2 separate regions of the Xenopus laevis genome follow, and region 2 is linked to region 1. Evidence: chromatin contacts called from public Hi-C data. All regions are on one chromosome and are shown on one strand. Each heading gives the region's core, a stretch centred on a gene start, on an enhancer-like site or on the middle of the called end of the contact. The rest is flanking DNA. Distances are from core to core; before and after follow the strand shown. Region 1 overlaps ssbp3.L (single stranded DNA binding protein 3 L homeolog). Region 2 has its middle 20 kb from the start of LOC108714336.

The links. Hi-C and Micro-C count contacts between places; a contact is called where the count stands out from the background.
Region 2: a contact with region 1 is called in a Hi-C map of the XL177 cell line, with 5 times the contacts expected there. The contact joins two enhancer-like sites. A contact is called at or near these places in 3 of 4 Hi-C or Micro-C datasets (the XL177 cell line, the XTC cell line and animal cap).

What each region holds. Positions count from the first base shown.
Region 1 is chr4L:92,894,588-92,897,287 of Xenopus_laevis_v10.1, reverse strand. ssbp3.L (single stranded DNA binding protein 3 L homeolog) reads left to right here. Exons shown (of 18, transcript NM_001086589.1): 5 at 1,631-1,720; 6 at 2,032-2,109; 7 at 2,600-2,659. Among protein-coding and RNA genes, the nearest start is that of ssbp3.L, 22 kb to the left of the region's middle. Within about 2 kb of position 1,312, at least 2 of the 7 cell types and tissues checked have an H3K27ac peak or open chromatin away from gene starts, as enhancers often do.
Region 2 is chr4L:92,949,312-92,952,011 of Xenopus_laevis_v10.1, reverse strand. No RefSeq gene overlaps it. Among protein-coding and RNA genes, the nearest start is that of LOC108714336, 20 kb to the left of the region's middle. Within about 2 kb of position 1,306, at least 1 of the 7 cell types and tissues checked has an H3K27ac peak or open chromatin away from gene starts, as enhancers often do.

The sequences.
Region 1 (2,700 bases), core at 63-2,562:
GGCAGAACATCGGCTGATCTGTTCTTACTACTTCTGAATGGTAAGACTTTGATCTTTATGGTTAGTGGCAGGTCGGGAGATGGGAAAGTCCAAGCGTACGTTGATTTGTATGATCAGATCTTTGCGTCTGTGGCCAGCTTAAGTTCCTGTGTTTCTAGTTCAGGAGCTGTAGGAGGCAGTTTCCACTTTTCAGAACTAAAGGCATCAGCCTACAATGATGTGTTTCTCTATTTTGAATTAGTCACTCGGGATTAGAGTTTGATGGGATTTTGCTACTAGTGTGACAGTCTGAAAAACCATACTGATAAAGTGTGTATTCTCCATTCCTTTTACTGGTGACTAAAGGAACTCTCCCTGCCCATAGAACAGCGGGTAACATAGCTCTCACTGATGGATGAAGATGAGATTACTTAAATGAGATAAAAGGCTTAGTTGGAGTCCAATTAAACCCACCTGCCTGCAGAGTCCCTTATAGTCTTGACCTATCTCTTAATCCTGATGTGGTCTGCATGGAAGCCTCTTCTTACTGCCCTTTATACAAATCTTTTATACAAGGCTGTTATCACTTTCAGTTTAGGTTGCTCTGACCGAACCTTGCAACAAATCCAACATAACCATTACGTGTAGACTTGCCCAGATCTAGTGACACCTATCTGCCAATCAGGTGTCTATAATAATTTCAATCACACTATACTTTTCATTCAATTCCTTTGTGTCATAATATTCACTTTTACAATATCTGTTCTGAGGGAGTATTGGACTACTTTTTGCCCTTATCCATACCTTTAGATTGTAAGCTGGTATGGGCCAGGTGTGTTTTACTTTCAGTGCCTTCATACTGCTCTGTAGAATATGATGGGGCTTGCTGATATTGTCATGCTTCTTTGTGATTGCTCTCCTTGGATAAGATCAAAACCAGCCACCCACCCAGCTGCAAAACATGTATACTAACCTTTCCAAAGTGACCTTGTCACTTTTATATACAAATGCATTTTAAATGGACTAACATTACTCTGGTTTTATATCTTGTACATGATTTTGACTAGACTGCTTTAGAGTCACCAGTTTACCAATGTCAGGCAAAATTGTATGGTGTGAGTAGATATGTGTTCTCCCCCTGCTGGTTAGCCTGTGTTTCCAGACCAAGAAATGCTTTCAGTGCTGGATGTTCTCAGCTTGTTTACATAATGCAAACCTGATTAGTCTGGATCTTTATGAGCTGTAGCAAGAAGTGGTTGGAAGCGTTCCTTTTTGTTATGTACTTTCTTGTTTTTAGAGCAGGAGAACTTTCCACTAAGTAATTAGCATGCATTCACCAAAGGGTCACCCTTTGTCATCACCCTCCCCCCACACATACACACACAAACTTATGATGGCCAGACAGTGCTCACTTTTAACTGGTTTTGCTGTTGTATGTAGTTTTCAGTCCACGTAGATATTCATAATTTTTTGTGGGTTGTTGGTGATCAACATGTTGCTCATAAGCCACTGGTTGGGGACCACTGGCATAGAACAAGGCATCAAACTTGTGTTTTGAAAGGCTTTGCTGTTTCTACTGTTCTCTGTTAAATAAGGGTTTTTGTTTTTTTTAATTTGCTGAATTAATGACCACATCACCTTTCATCCCCAGAGTGCAGCAGCTGCTCCAAGCCCGGTTCTTGGGAACATTCCTCCAAATGACGGGATGCCTGGAGGGCCAATTCCACCAGGATTCTTCCAGGTAAGGCTAAGGGCATTTGCAAGTACGACAGGTAAATATTGCTGCAGGGGTTCCCGTGTTTATGCCAAAGAGGCAATTCTGTGAATGACCCCTGTAATGTAGACACCATTCCCAGAAACCCCTTTTCCTTCAGCCATTTCCTGGAGCATTATGTATGACTGAAGTCTCTGCTCTTTATAAGTGAGAATACTGCTTTGAATGTCTTAAATATTTAGAAAATAAATTGCAAACGAGTACTTAACGAATGGCTAATTATCATCTGTTAATTAAGGCAATTACAAGCCTTTTATTTTGTGTCTTCTTTTCAGCAGGGTCCTCCTGGGTCACAACCATCACCTCATTCACAGCCTCCTCCTCACAACCCCAATATGATGGGACCTCACAGTCAGGTACTTACATGGCAGCTAAGTGTATACTTAAAATATATGATGCATTTACCATTTATTTATCCTCTGTAAAGAAGTATTCTCATCTGGCATATTCATGTCTGTATTTTTTTAATACGTTTTGGAAATTTTATCTGAAATGCTTGGGCCTTGGGGTTTTCCATATAAGGAGTCTTTCTATAATTTGGATCACCATACAGTATGTCTGCTAAAGAACATTTCAACATTAAACCAGATATTTGTCACCAGTATGGATTCATGCAGCTTAGTCAGAATGAAGTACAAGTTAATGATTTTATCATTACAGAGAAGAAATACTTTAAGGAAATTGGTATTATTTGTTTAAACTTGGACTTGGACATGGAAGTCTTCCTGCAATTCAGAGTTTTTTGGATAGGTTTCAGGACAACAGATTACATACCATATTAAAATGGTTGAACCTCAGTGGAATGGTATATAATATTGAATTTCTGATTTTTATATTTTGTTACAGCCTTTTATGTCACCTCGATATGCCGGTGGGCCAAGACCGCACATACGAATGGGTAATCAGGTAGGTTGCCATCAACTGCTATGAAAAAGATTAGGAATCAA
Region 2 (2,700 bases), core at 57-2,556, 55 kb before region 1:
AAGCGCTAAGTGTATTGGCTCCAAGGGGTGCAAGTGCACAATGTAAAAGAATCATATAATACAAAATTCCTCTGGCCTGTCTCATGCTATGATCAAATTTCACTGTAGGTGGCAGTTAAGAGCTTTGATTTTCTGTTTTACTTTGGGGTTATTTATATTAAAATGTTTGTGAAGATTCTCATTTATCCAGGTCATTGTATATCTGTAGAAATAAGTCACAGATATATATATGAATTGAGAAAGCCAGTTGGATGACTGGTTAAACATCTTCAAGAAAAAATACAGCAAGTCCAGTTGACTTATTTATATGAAAATGTTTCCTAGTTATGCTGTACATAGCTGTGCTACTGCAAAATTAATGCTCTCGGGCAGATTTATTAAGTGTGGAAATGACCTCTCAAATTCGAATTGTGAATTATCCAAACTCGTTTCGAGTTTTAATTCGAATTTTGAGATTTATCATACTCTGGCCCTTTTAGAACTCGAAATTCAACAATTCACCACCTCAAACTTGCTGAATTGCTGTATAAGTCAATGGGAGAGGTCCTGGGATCAATTTGGTGATGTTTGCAGCCTTCCTGACATTTGATAATGAATCGAGTTTTTTTTAATTCAGTTCGAGTTTTTCTAATTTGAATTGAATTCCATTCGAGTTTTCAGGTTGATTAAATTTGTCCGAGCGGAGAAATTTCGATTGTATTAATAAATGTCGATTGGCCAATTTTATGGGAGTTTTAGAAAACTAGTATAGATAATACAGCTTGTTCTCGCACACCCTAAATAAAATAAGCGATGTCTGATGCTCTATGGTAGAGGCTCGGCCACCTCACAAAAATAGTCAGGTAAAAATTCTCCAAGGCACACAGGCTTTCGAAATTGGACATTTGATAAATGCGCCTCCTAATGCTTGGCACAAACTGAATATTTTTCATTTAGTATGTTAACTAAATCAGCCGTCTTCTAATGAAATATAATTGTTAGCACAACAGCAAACAATATCTAAAACACATGTGACCATGCTCTGCTTATGTTAAGTGTACCTGTTAGACCGATTTGGAAGCTTATCTGCCCGTGTGTGGGGCTCCCAACGGGCCAAAAATCAGCCAGATATCGATTGGGCAAGTTTGGTTTTTTTTCTGCGATCCAGGAGCGTATTCGCTAGTTGATGCGGTTCTGCAACCCATTGGCGCCCATTCGCAGCATTGTAATCAGAGGGCCGAATGTTCGTATTCACCCAATATCACCCAGCCGTTAGTGGGCATATGGAGCCAAACAAGTGGATCTAATAGTGTATGGCCACCTTAAGGTACGTGCTGATCAGATCCCAGCAACACACAGGTTTCACCCATGCTTGGGTGCATCAGTGCAGCACAGCTTATCTTATCAATATAAGCCAAAAGCCTAGGGAATTGATTCATTTTTTCTCCATACCAAGGAGGTACAAATAAATGAATGCAGTTTAAAGTTTTAAAAAAAAAGAGAAATGACCCCTGAGAGGGCTTTTACCTCAGAACCCAAAAGCTGAATCTTGGCTGGTGAGTGGTTTGCAGGCAGTGTATTATTGTGCATATCCAAGTGTTTGTACATGTGATTTACGCTATAGAGATGTTCTACAGGCTAATCCTCCTCATTGTCTCCATTAACCAGACCCCCCTCCCCCCCTAGGTCAGAGCTAACAGCTTCAGCTTGACCTGCTGGGCTAAACCAGGAGATTTATGAAAGAATGAATGGAAATTTTTTCCATACATGCATTCCCCTTTTCTACAAGTCATTTTATTCTTTAGACATTCCATTGTATTTAGGTGAGTGCAGATACAATTAGACTACAAATAAGCATTGTTGTCACTTACATGTGAGATTCATAAAGTATTTCCAATTATTTACAGCACAATAGCAGGAGGGGATATGATGAACATTAACAAACCAATACCATCTGATAAATGGAGAAGAATACACTCCTTAGAAGAGCTTACACTCTAGAGGAGTATCCCAGTAAGTGTTTATGAAAATGAAAAGTACAGTATAGGGCATCTCAGTGCAATGCAAGGTAATTTGTAATATTTGTGCTTATGCTGGTCAAGGCTGACCATGGAGATGATGCATGGGGAAAAACACACATGATGAATTTTGTAGTTTTAAGCTGGACATAGATGCAAAGATCCGATCCTTTGAATCCTCGAACAATCGGACTTCCCCATCTCCTGACCTTTCAGATCAAATAAAGTAGTAAAAGAACAGATCAGCCGATGTTCTGCCCCTGACAGCGAAAAGTTATGTCCGACAAAGCTGGTGACAGTCTCCCACTGAAAATCGTCCGATCGGCAATACATGCAGAGATATTATCGACAGCCGACAGAAATCTTTTAACCTGTCCGATCGATCAAACGACCGATCTCCATGGGACGAAAATTGTTGAGACTCTCCACACACGGTCAGAAAATCGTACGAATCGAGGATTCCTGCGATCGGATCTTTGCATCTATGGCCATCTTAAGTCTTACATAAGCAGCCATTGTTTAGCATGCAGTCTATGTCCCATAGTCCTATTACCAAAGACCAGGAGCAGCATGCCATGATGGTCCAGTGACATGACATCATTGATGTTATGATCAGTGAAACATGGAAGTCTGTGATCAGAGGCATTTCTAGCCCAGCCAATGAGCCTATTACAGGTTTTAAGGGAGAAGGAAACCCCCCTTT